Linked DNA regions of Sus scrofa: region 1 is linked to region 2. A link is a contact called in public Hi-C data. All regions are on one chromosome and are shown on one strand. Each heading gives the region's core, a stretch centred on a gene start, on an enhancer-like site or on the middle of the called end of the contact. The rest is flanking DNA. Distances are from core to core; before and after follow the strand shown.

What was found. Hi-C and Micro-C count contacts between places; a contact is called where the count stands out from the background.
Region 1: a contact with region 2 is called in a Hi-C map of skeletal muscle, with 2.8 times the contacts expected there. The contact joins the enhancer-like site here to the promoter of BSN in region 2. A contact is called at or near these places in 2 of 5 promoter capture datasets (fetal liver and skeletal muscle), 4 of 47 Hi-C or Micro-C datasets (embryonic fibroblasts, heart right ventricle, skeletal muscle and 1 more) and 1 of 2 datasets of contacts at active chromatin or transcription factors (skeletal muscle).

Annotation. Positions count from the first base shown.
Region 1 is chr13:32,152,474-32,158,919 of Sscrofa11.1, reverse strand. The region is part of intron 1 of BSN (protein bassoon); the gene reads right to left. Among named protein-coding and RNA genes, the nearest start is that of BSN, 49 kb to the right of the region's middle. Within about 2 kb of position 1,884, at least 4 of the 83 cell types and tissues checked have an H3K27ac peak or open chromatin away from gene starts, as enhancers often do. A contact at or near this core is called in skeletal muscle, where this site is marked.
Region 2 is chr13:32,104,331-32,111,004 of Sscrofa11.1, reverse strand. BSN (protein bassoon) reads right to left here and starts at 4,038. Exons shown (of 12, transcript XM_021068762.1): 1 at 3,711-4,038. The coding sequence starts at 3,928.

The DNA.
Region 1 (6,446 bases), core at 635-3,134, 50 kb before region 2:
GGCCCAGACTTGGAAACTGGGCCTTTCAGTAGACTAATTTCTAGGTATCACAGAGAAATAATCCCATGTGAAGAGTTCCCTGGTAGCTCATGGGTTAAGGATCTAGCATTGCCATCGCTGTGGTACAGGTTCCATCCCTGGCCTGGGAACTTCTGTATGCTGTGGGCATGACAAAAAATAAAGAAAGAAAGAAAGAAAGAAAAAGAGAGAGAGAGAGAAAGAAAAGAAGGAAAAGACATAACCTCACTTTTTAAAATTTATAGTTTCTTTTCTTTTTTTTCCTTTTTTCTCTTTTTTGCCTTTTAGGGCCACACCTGTAGCACGTGGAAGTTCCCAGGTTAGGGGTCAAATCGGAGCTACAGCTGCCAGCCTATGCCAGTCATGGCAATGTGGGATCCGAGCTGTATCTGCATTGCTTTCAGCAATGTCGGATCCTTAACCCACTGAGTGGGGCCAGGGATCAAACCCGCATTCTCTCGGATACCAGTTGGGTTCGTTACCGCTGAGCCATGATGGAAACTCCCCATAGTTTCATTTTTCACTTAAGTTATTTGTGGCTGGAATTTAAAAGCAGCCTTTGAAAGCTAATCAGAAGCTCCAGAGAGCCCTTTATAACATGTGAAGGGACTGTAGCCCCGTGCCCAGGCCGTGTAAGGTCTGTGGCTTCTCCTGAGAAATGTAGCAATTTCTATTGCGTTTGTTTTGTATGATGAAGGTGAGCCCCTGATATTCCCACAAATGTGCTCCTCCCCATCTTCCTCTTAGAGTCTCTGACTCCCTCCTCCTCTCATCCCATGTCAGTCACCAGGAAATCTTATTGGCTTCAGAGTCAGGCCACTCCCACAGCCTCCTTGCTCCACCTGATTCAAGGCACTGTGTCCTCTTTTTTTCAGTTTTGTTCAAGCCTGGCTGCTCCTACTTGCCCCTCTTCGGTCTTCTCTATATGGCAGCCAGGATAATCCTTTATGTACACAAATCAAAACGCTTCCCTCCTCAGCTTAAACCCTCCTCTCCTTTCCATAGGAAAAACCAAAGGTTTTACAATGGCCCATAAGGCCCCACACATTCAGCCCCTTTCCCTCCCATCTTCTACTAATCGCTCTCTCCCCTGTGTCCCCTTCCCTTATGCCAGGCCCACCTCTGCCCCTCGGCAACTGTAGCTGCTGGCACATGTGCTCTCTCAAGTCTTTGCTCTTATTCACTTTCCTTTCAGGGATGCCTTCCTGGACCAGCCTGTTTAAAATGCAGCTTTAGCCCCTCCTGCCTCTTTGTTCTCATGGCACTGAGCACCCTCCGACTCACTATATACATATGTACTGCTAGTGTGTGCCCTCCATGGTTCCTGCATTAGCTTGCCAGTGCTGTGGGCAGGGCCTCTGTGCTTTCCCCACAGCTGTACCCCACAGCCTAGCACAGTGCCCGGAACATACTGGATGCTCAATATGTGTTTCCTGGCAGGACGGACTGCAGGCACTTCATGACTCAGAACAGTAAAATGTGGCCCCGAAGTGTGTTTGAGCTGAGGAAACATGGCATGTGACTGGCATGGCACACAGCCCTCTCCTGGATCTAACCCCATGTGGGACAGAATAGCAAGAACAACTGGAGTCCCCTGTCACCGCTGGCTGCACCCCCAGTCCTACCACATAGAACACTCCGCCAATCATAGTAGTGTTCATGCCAACCGAGTCCTCACCATGAGCACCGCCGTGTGCCAAGCACTTGTCACACGTTAACTCCTTTAGGCCTCACAGGAAATCCATGAGGTAGGATCCAATTCATCTATTTTGCAGACAAGGAAATTGCTGCACATAGAAGTTAAGGAATTAGCAAAGCCAATATGACTTGCACATGGTGGAGCTGGGATTCCAATATCAAGGTCGCCAGTCCTTATCCTTAACTGCATTCCCACAAGGCCTCTCTAGAGGAGCAGCATGAGGCAGTGGAAGGGTGGGAAGTGCTGCAATTTGGGTTCTTTGGATTCTTTTCCCTTTTTCCTGAGGAGTGGTTTAAGTGGAGGTTCCCCAGGAAGTGGTCTCTGACATCTTGCCTCCTACTATAGCCCGGGCCCCAGCACCACTCTGGGCACTGAGTAGACATCCAACAAGCGTAGATATTAAGTGGACAGGAAGATGTGTGGGCCGTGCAGTGGGCTCTTGGAGTGTGGCTGAGCTAGAGCAGTGACGTGACTGAATCATGACCACTGCCCCTCGAGTTGGCCAGCAATGCTGACTCAGAGAAAACCACACTCATTCATTCATTCATCCGAGCATTCAGTCATTCACAAACATTTAGCAGCCCTTGGAATGACAGTTCTAGGCCCCGGAATTGGTACTGATGGTATGAATGGACTATGTCTCTTCCAAGGGAAGGTGAGTTCACAGGTGTTCATTGTATTGCTATCCTTTACATCTTATACATATTTTATGAGTATTCTTATGTTCTTTATAAACACCTATTCAATATTTAATTAAAATAAATTTTTAAAAAAGTGAATCAGAAAGGGATCCAGTGCTCTGGGAGCCTCGTCTAGAGAGGAGACAGATGTACGAACAAACTGAAGCAAGACACCCCCACACAGTCAAGGGAGGGGCAGAAGCCTGAGCAGACTTTGAGGACCAGGAAGCATCTAAATTATGTCTAAATTGATGGGCTTTTCTCCCCAAGGCTAAGGAAAATTGAGGCAGAGGGGAAGCACATGCAAAGGCCCAGAGGCATGATAAGGTATAAGTCAGGGCTATTCCCAGGACCTATAACAGCTCCTAGCCACAGTGTGCACCCAACTACCCTGAAGGACATGAAAGCTCTGGGCTAAAATGGAGAAGGCCAGGAGAGTGAGGCCTCTAAGCTTTTCAAACAAGGGAGTGCTCTGGTTCTCTGTCAAGGACATGGTGGAGGTAGGGAGTCAGTGAGAATAAGGCAATAGCCCAAGAGATAGTCCAGGGACTGAGAAAGAGGGAAGGTTCAGTAGGGGTATTCTGGATTGGGATCTAGGAAGAAGTGGTCCTTTTGATTCAGATGGGGGATCCAGAGAGAGAAGCCAATTGGTGGGTAGATATTGGGGAGTGAAATAGCAAAATCAAGAGGTTGTATTTAGTTTTGTTGAGTTGGTTGTGGTTGTGGTTGGGGGGCATCCAAGAGACATCAGGAGGTGGGCGAGAGTTTGGGTTCAATTCAGGTATGTCTAGATATTTTGATCTGGGAGAGTTAAGGGTTCAGTTCACAGACAAGTCTCAGGGAGAGAGATCACAGCTAGGGCAGTAGTCCAGCAAAAATTTATGGGGAGCACCCACATTTATGGGAACAGAAGGGATGCCAGAAACAGAGAAGTCATAGAAAAGAGAACAAGACACAACCCCCAGGGTTAGAGTAGTTCCCACAGGAAGGGCATTCAACAATTTGCTCTACATCCATAAGGGCTGTCAAGCCTCAGAAGCCCTGGAGAAAAAGACTATGCCCAGGAAGGCCATGAGCCCTATTCCACCCAGTCCAGCTCAGATGGGACCAGCTCCCTATCCTGCTGAACACAGGGCCTGCCCAGGGCCAGAGATTCAGATCTGTCTGTGACACACTTCTGGACACTGGTCCCAAGTGTCAGGGGGCCAGGGTGGTTGGAGTAGCCTCAGACCTCCTTAGAAGGGCAGAACCGCACCCTCCAGGAGGCCCTCCTGACAAAGGTCTCCACTGGCAGGGAGGGAGGCATCCACAGGTGGGACCCAGCCCAGCCCCAGTGAAGACCTGGTTTCCTGGATATGGCCCATCAGCAGTGAGAGCCCTAGAGGCTAAGTGGTCCTCCCAGCAGCCTCTGGAAGCTGTGTTCCTTGGGGAGAGCTGGGATGAGGACAGGTGAGCAGGAGGGGAGAGGGACACTTTAACAGAATGGGAAAGACACAGGAGGACAGGTAAGTGAAGAAGGAGGAAGAGGGCAGAAATATGAAGGAGTGGCCAGAAGACAAGCAAGGGAAGACTCAAAATGCCTTTTCCAGGGATAGGTTTTTGGTTTTTTGTTTTGTTTTGTTTTTGTTTTTTTTGGTCTTTTTGGTCTTTTTGCCATTTCTTGGGCCGCTCCCGCGGCACATGGAGGTTCCCAGGCTAGGGGTTGAATCAGAGCTGTAACTGCTGGCCTACACCAGAGCCACAGCAACGTGGGGTCCAAGCCACGTCTGCAACCTACACCACAGATCACAGCAACGCCAGATCATCAACCCACTGAGCAAGGGCAGGGATCGAACCTGCAACCTCATGGTTCCTAGTCGGATTCGTTAACAACTGCACCACAATGGGAACTCCCTCCAGGGATAACTATTTTTAAAAGATAGCCAAGAAAAGTAGAGGATGTAAAAATAGCTGTATTTCTACCAGCTTTTCTCCTTTTCAGCATCTAAGGATATTGACTGATCAGAAATAAGTCTTAAAGCTGGTTAGGAGGGCAGAATCAATCTAGTCAGCATCCCCCACCCCGACCCAGCTTTCCTCAGTAAACTTGGGCCTTCTGTTCCAAACAGTGACCACTCCTGGAAGGACAATCCAGACCACGCTGGTTAGAAGCTGGGCTCCCCTCTGTTAGAAACCCCCAAGAAATGCATGAGTCCAAGTAGCTCCAGTGACCAAAGATGCTCAGAGCCCAGGTATGTCCATTAAGGGCAGAGCCAACAGGGAGAGCCGTGGCTGCCCTAGTCCATGGTAGGAAGGTGCTGGAGGCACTCTGGCAGCTGCCCTCAGGGAGGGGCTGCTCAGGCAGAGGCTGACTAGTGCAAAAAGCAGGGAGGCATGGAGCTGGTTTGGGCTCTGAGGGAAACTAGGCTGGATCCACATCATAGCATTCTGGAGCATGCACCCCATTGCTTCCAGTTGAATATCTGTGAGGGGAATATTTCACACAAATAAGTGGCTGTCTTTGCTCCCTAGGAGGGGAGTGAACTTAAGAAACTGCTTTTCTAAGTCAGAGCAGCCAGAAGAATCCCATAGCTTCAAACACGGTTTTGATGAATTCATGGCTGACCTTTCCACAACAGGAAATTACAGCCAGGAAGATGCCAATGGAAGACCCGCCCCCCTTTAAAGACCAGGCCAGGAAGGACCAGGAGGCCAGCACAACAAGCAGAGAAGGCAGGAGCTACAGAACAGTGAGCACCACGATCTAGGTCCTGGGTCCTTGAGCAGCTCTCTCAAGAAGTTTGAACTTTAAAAAAATTCCAGCTGTCACACAAGAAAACATTTCCTGACCTGCCCATCTTTCAGGCCAATGGCCTCCTGCCTTTTTGACCATGGGTCCCTATCAATCCAACATGTTTGTATACTTCCAACATACACGAGTATTTATTTACCAATTACGTGCATCTATATTAGTGATAAAATACCTCCCCAAATGGCAAAGTCGGAAATGACGAGAGGACATAAATGTAAAGAGGAGTTTTCACGTTTTTTTCCCATGCCTCAGTTGACTGTCCTATCTCCTCCCCCTCCCAGCACGTGTGCCCCAGTTCAAAGGCCACTGTAGGGAAATTCTTAATCTCTCAGTCTTTAAAGAAGTCTACTGGTTGCCATGACCAGATTCTCTCTTGCTCTCAGCCCTGCCTCATTGAAGGTGTACCTAGGTCAGTGTCAGGGTTGCCCTCACCAGCCTTTCTGACCATCTATGAACCAAAAAGAAATTGTTCTGCTGACAGCAGCAACACAGAGGAGAGGATCTCCATAACACTTAGCCGAAGTACCTGGGATTGGACAGGAAGCCAGTACCGTGGCTCATAGCCTCTGAGATGCTCTCTTGGAGCCAGGAGATGCCCCGCTGGCTGGGGAGGGAAGGTGCCACTCACAGGGTTCCTAGGTGGGGGGCAGGAAGGGGTCATACTATAAGCAGAGTTCCCAAGAGGCTGACATCTTTCCTTTTCAACTTCCCAGCCCCCTGAAGGTGCTGCCCCTCTAAGAGGGCAAGATTCCAAGAGACAAAAGACTCCAGAGAACCATTAGCTTCTCTTTGGTTCAGGTGGTGACAAAGCATCATGAGAATTTGATAACAGCCCTCAAAGCAGGTACTTAATGACACACTTGGGCAAACACGTTCCCACACCCCTAAGCAGACAAACCCATGCAAGAAACCATTAGTGTTATCCAGATACCCACCACCTCCACTCATCCTTTCTGCTCAGAAACATCTACCAGTTGGGATTCTTCCTGTGACCTAACAAGCTTCACTGATCCCAGGCAGGGAACTCATTTAGGGCACCTAGCTCTGACTGCTTTGCTCTTGCTGAAGGAGAGTTTGGGATGAGGCTGCAAGTGGGTCAGGAAGGCTGAGAACGTGAGAAGAGAGACAGGTAGGAATAAGAATTGCTTTGGGAAAGCTACCAGCATAAGGGGAGAGACCAGCAGGAAGCTGGGGGCGAGATGGGAGCCAGGCTGTAACTGCAAGGAAAGGAAGCCCTGGAGACCTCGTTCCCAGCCCT
Region 2 (6,674 bases), core at 2,789-5,288:
TGAGCCCAGACCAGAGATACTATTACTGACAAACCCATTCATTCATTCTTTCTCTCTCTCTTTTTTTTTTTTTTGTTTGTTTGTTTGCTTTTTAGGGCTGCACATGTGGCATATGAAAATTGACAGCCTAAAGGTCGAATCGGAGCTGCAGCTGTCGGCCTATGCCACAGCCACAGCAACTCAGGATCTGAGCCACGTCTGCTAACTATACCACAGCTCATGGCAATGCCAGATCCTTAACCCACTGAGTGAGGGCAAAGATCAAACCTGAGTCCTCATGGATACTGACCGGATTCATTACCACTGAGCCACAACAGGAACTCCATTCATTTATTTTTGAGATATAATTATGGCAAACCCATTTTGAGGAAGCAACTCTGGGTACTTGGTCTCAGAGTAGCCTCACCCACCTTCAGCAACAGACCAGAATCTCTATGTGCCCAGCTGCCTTTAGCTCAAGATGTCTCCTTGGCATATGGACTGGAAGTGAGTGAAAGGCAACCTCAGTGTAGATCACCAATTTCGATGTGGTAATAAAAGCGAGGTATCTTACCTGGTTCGCCCCAGCTCTACTCCACACCCCTGCACTCGGCTCCACTATCTGCTCACTGTTCCTGCCTGTGCGCCTCATGTCATTTCTTCCTCTCTCCATGTCTCAGAATACCACCATTGTCCCAAGGAGCCTTAGGATTCTCCTTTTGAAGCCTGGCTCTGTCTCAAACCTCTATAAGCACTACCTATTTGACACTTCTCATGCACTGAGCTACCTACAGTGTCACTCCTAGGATCCTTCCATGACTTTGTTCTCAGAGCTCTTCAAGAGCTCTACGACCAACCAGACTGTGAGGTGCTAGAGGACAGCAGAGCGTCGTATATCCTTCCAGGCTCTTCACAAAGCCCAGTACAGTGCTTGCTCTTGATACAGTAAATACAACTTGGTTGACTAACTAAACATCAATTTGCAAATGTTAAAGCTCTGCAACTCCACAGAGCTGATGTAGACTAAACAGGCTGCTACTGGTCTATGTGGCTTCTTTGTGCAATTTTTTTTTAAAGGTGCTTTCCGGGGGTACTGATCAAGTTTCTCCTGAACTGGTGATGTGTCTACAGGTAAAGTCCCAGCAACTTGGGACCTTCATTGTACATTAAGCATACCTCTGTAAAAATAAGTGGATGAATGAGCGAAAGGTACCCCCTTCCTGTAGGCAGACACAGCCCATACCAAGGCACATACTGCAAAGCCAGAGATAAGAGTTCAGCCTTCCCTGACCTGGCATTCCTTGGGAAATGCACAACCTATATAAGTGTTCATATGACCCTGAGACCAGAAGCAGAGAGCACTGCCTTAAGGAAATCTCTGATGCCCCAAGTGCCACATCATCCAAACAGCACTAGGTTAAGAGGCAGCACTATGGGTGTGGTGACACTGCTACTCACAGGATTCGAGCTCTTCAGCCACAAATGCTGGAGCTGCCCCCTCAGAGAGCCCAAATCAGCTCACAATGAAAATGAAGATACTAATTCAGCCTGGGGTGACAAGGGGTAATACAGCAACAGGAAAGAGCCAGGAATTGATTCCCCCAGAACCTCAGTTCCATTCCCATCAGGGGTTAGTAAAACAATTTCCACCTTATCTGACCTTCTACCTACCTCAATTCACAATATAATTCCCCCAAATTCACAAGCCAGCTTGAAATTATGCCAACGCTCTTTCCTGAATACCCAGAAGCACATGCCACAGGGCTTTTTCTCCATCAATGGGCCAATCTGTTCAGCAGCGTCTCAGAACAGAACATGCTAAATTTGGCATCAGGTACCTGAGACACTCTGGTGAGAGGAAGTAGAGTCATTCTGATGCTGAAGGAGAAACATACCATGGAGGTACAGCTCAGCTGAGGTGATGTGACAAGCTGAATATCAGCTAAAAGAATAAATTCCATCTCCTACGAGCCCCCAATCCTGAGCTTTGGTGAAAAATAGCCAGCTCACCACCTGCGCTTAACAACTGTAGGACCTTAGCACCACAGCCCATGTGTGTGTCTTGCCCACAGCCAGGAGCAAGATTATATGACTGCTAAATACAGCAGGAGATCATGGTTCCTTAACCCACTGTAGTTTGTGGGTCTACCCTGTAGCAAAACATATAGACAGGGAAGAAATGAAATACTGGGAAGGAATATGAGTAGGCACTAACCACTTTCTGTCCCTTTGAGCTGCCCAAGTCTTTCCAAAATCTCACATGCTTGGCTCTGCAACATCAGATAAACACCAAGCACAGCAGCCTGTTTGGTTACCAGAAGAGAAACACTGGATTCCCCATATAGAAAACTCCTAATAACAAGGTGTTTTTCCACTCTGCTGTAGATGCTTTCCCTTGGAAGGAAAGCTCTAAAGCCTAAGTGAGCCTTCCTCAAGCTAAAACTCAAAGAGCAGCTCAATGCGCAGCAAAATGGACAGTATTTGCAGTACTAAGAACGGTGTGCTAACAAACACAGATAGCTATTAGCATTACCATAATAGCTAATATAAAATGGGTAAATCCCCCTTCCAAAAGAGATGTTCACAGGCTGGCCTGTCTGTGGCAGGTTTCAGGCTACTAAGACCCTTTCATTTCTGTTAGTTGTCTAAGAAATGACTTCTGAGGAAATAAACCCGTAAGAGGCACAGCTGGGCAGCTGAAGAATAAAAAATTATGCTCCCTCACAGTTTATGTGCCCCCACATAGAAAAGCCAAGGCAACATTATCAGCAGACTCATATGGACTCAGAAGCACCCCTGGGTTTTGCTACTTCCCAGCTCTATTTGGTGTAAAGACAGTGCTTCCATTTTATCTTGTCTCTTGGTAGCTTTCCTGAGTGTTCAGTCTACTAATTTATTATAGATTGCCATTTTCTTCCTCTGCATTTCCTTTCCACTTGATTGTTTATACAACCTCAACTGGCATACATTTTAAACAAGCTGGTTTTAGAGTATTTGATCAGATATGTCTGTTTAAAGCATTCCACTGATTTGAGTGGTAACCTAAGTCATAAGACAACATGAACATACTCGGTTCTAGATGATTCAACAGCATTTTTGCTTCACCCCAAAGTGTTTCACTAAACCATGATGAAAGCACATGACCCTGTTACTATTGTTGAGCCTAAATAAGTACCTTGTGGTGTCCAGTACCACTTTCCCTTCCTCCAAAGATGATTTTGACTACTAAATGCCTGAGGAAAGCGTATGACCAAGTTCATGGTTCAACTATTTCCATATCTTTCTGCTCCTCGCAGTGACACTTATCTTCCCTGACAGCCACTCCCATTGTGCTCTTTCCTTGGCCCAACACAATGGACAAATGCAGACACAAGCAGACAGGGAAGACGTTTTCCATCCCACTGCTTCCCAGTGCAGAAGAACCAGGCTGAGGTTACATAAGCCCCTCCTTAGCCTGGCACTGGGGGAAAGCGAATTTGGGGTTCGTGACGGAGTCACGGTCTGCAGGCCCAGACTGACCCTGCGCTCACCATCCTGCTTTACTAAGGCAGGACGGCTGTAATGGAAGGGATGCTTCTCGCGACTGACCACTCGGCTCACGTCAGTCCGACTGGGCTCAAAGTGTAGCTGGACGTCCGATCTCGCTGTCCAGACTAGACTGCAGGGTCGTGGGCCCCAGCTTCGGCCTCAGGCTGCAGTTCCCGCCCCCGGGCGCCTTGCCCTGCGCTTACCTGCCCGGGCCAGGGCCGGGGCCGGGGCCGGGGCCGGGGCCTGGACCCGGTGGTCCGGCGGTAGCCCGTGCCCCGCCTGCTGCCAAGAGCTGTCCGCCGCCAGCCGGTGCTGAAGGCGGCTTCCCTACCCCGGGGCCCGGGCCGGGGCCGGGGCCGGAGCCTCCGGGCGGCAGCGGCCCTTCGCCAACGCCGCCCTCCAGGCTGGCCTCGTTGCCCATGGCGGGCAGACGGGCGGGGCCGAGGTCGCACTGGGCCCGGGCCGGCGGCTCCCGGGCAGCTGCTCACACGCTCCGCGCCGCCGCCGCCGCCGCCGCCATCTCCCAGCTCGGCTCGCGCCGCCGCCTGCCGCTGCGCATGCGCGGCCCTCGTGCCTCTTCCCTGTACACACCCCCACCCCACGCACGCGCGCGCTCCCTCCTGCTGGTGAGGACGCGTGTCCAAGAGCCCCCGGCGGAGTGGCGGGGAAACAGCCGCCTTGGCCCGCGCATGCGCCTTCCGGGGCCGCCAAAGCCGGCGTTCGCTATCCGGGGCCCAGCAAGTGTCGGCAGGAGCATCCGATCAAACCAGGATTGGAGAGACACAGACCACGAGAAAGGGCTGTGAGGGCGACCCGCCGTACCCTGCCCTGGAGTCAGTGACGCTTACTGCCTCAGAGAACTCAGGAATGGGAGCTCTCATTTGGGTAACTTCAGGGTCCCAACTGGCAGACTTCGTGGGAACAGGCCTCAGAGAGGGGTCACTGAGTGTAGCATCAAAGGATGTTTAGGAGTTGGAGAAATAAATGAACAAGTGTGTTCAGAGGCGCATTGTCATGGAAGGACTGAGATAAAGGATGCTGGGTGATGGGACTGGTTATGAGGGTCTCAAAGGGATTGAAGACTTTATCCAGATGTCGCCATGGGAACCATCTGGGTTTCATGCTGAGCCCTTGTCCCAGGGGAAGGAGTTTCAGGAAGTGTCCCTGGGAAAGGTGGAGGGTGTGTCAGGGCTGGCCTGAAGCCAGATGGAAGGTTGCCTCAGCAGGCCCTGGGACAGTGACCTTGAGGATGAGGAAAAGGAGTTGATGTTTCTTAGAGTCCTTGGGCTGTGGTTCCCAGGGACTGTCTAGACGAGGGGCTGCAGGCTGCCTCTGCATTAACCTGAGAGCTCACCAAATTATTTTTCCATTACCTCAGTTTACAGACTTCGGTGTCTGCATACTACTCTGCCTCCTGGCTTCTTACACAAACCTGTACTTTCCTGAGAGAGAATACTTCTTAGAAGATCCAGACTATACTCCAAACTTCCTGGCTTCATAAATCATGGCTGTGTACGAGTTCCTGTCATGGCACAGCAGAAACGAATCCGACTAGGAACCATGAGGTTGCGGGTTCAATCCTGGCCTCGCTCAGTAGGTTAAGGATCTGGTGTTGCCATAAGCTGTATTGTAGGTCGCAGATGTGGTTCAGCTGTGGCATAGGCCGGAGGCAACAGCTCCAATTAGATCCCTAGCCTGGGAACCTCCATATGCCACGGGTGCATCCCTATAAGGACAATCAATCAATCAATCAATCATGGCTGTGAAGAAGAACTTGAGTAAACTTGGACCTATTTTACAAACCCATTTAATTCTGCTAATGATGAAGAATAAATCAAATGTGATGTCAGCATTTCTAACCTGACCTGGAATAACTCAGAAAACCCAATGAACACTGATAACCAGGCTGATGGACAGACTTTGGCTGGGCCTTCCCATGCATTCTTATCTGCTCCCTCAACCTCTGGGATGGAGCTCCTGAAGCTTGGATCCCTGAATTGACTGACTCTGCTGCCTGGGATGATGAGAGCCTCTCTGCCTGTGTTATGATGGTCTTCACTGTGTTTCCTCCTGTGTTTGAATCATCTTTGTATCTGGTGCTCATCTAGGCTCTACAAGGATCCATGTTTCAGCTGTGCCACTTCCCAAATGGGATCTTAGCAACTGACTTAGGCTCACAAAGCCTCCATTTCCTAGCCTGCAAAGTTAGAATAATAGTAGTTCTCATTGTAGCTCAGTAGGTTCAGAATCCAACATGTGTCCATGAGGATGCAAATTCAATCCCTGGCCTCTATCAGGGGGTTAAAGATCCAACATCACCACAAGCCACAGCATAGGTCGAAGATAAGGCTTGCTGTGGCGTAGGCCAGCAGCTACAGCTCCAATTCAACCTGTAGCCCTGGGAACTTCCATATGCCACGGGTGCAGACATTAAAAAAAAAAAAAAAAGGTTATAATATTAGCCTCTCTTAACTGGGTGGGGGTGTGTGTTTGGTTGTGAGAGTGGAGTGGCTAATGTAAGTAAAACATACCAACAAGTGCCTGGCATACACATGACCAACTTTTTTTTTTCTTCTTTTTTTAGAGCCACACCCACAGCAAATGGAAGTTTCCAGGCTAGGGGTTGAATCAGAGCTGCAGCTGCTGGCCTACACCACAGCCACGGCCATGCCAGATCCGAGCCATGTCTGCAACCTACACCACAGTATATGTCAACACCAGATCCTTAACCTACTGAGCAAGGCCAGGGATTGAACCTGCATCTTCATGGATATTAGTCAGATTCATTTGCACTGAGCCACGACAGGAACTCTGTCACATGATCAACTTTATTATTAATTGGTTCTCTGGTGGGTGATCTTGAGGTAGGAGGTAGATGAGCCCCTGGGCTGAAAACAGCTGGGACTTGTTAAGCCAAGTAGATTGGGCCTTGCCTCTCTAACACCTCAAGAAGAAAGTTAAGAGCTGGAGCTGAGCTCTACTAGAGTAGAAAGATAAGATTGACCACTTCATTCGATCCTGGTGTCAAGAAGAGCTCCCCAATAACCCATGCACAGTAAGACCCCTAAGGATCAAAAAAAGGAGGGGGCACCAGACCATAATTAAGCCCTGATACTGTCCCAGCATCCCTTGCTCTGGAATCCGTCTTTGCCAAAAGATGTACATGC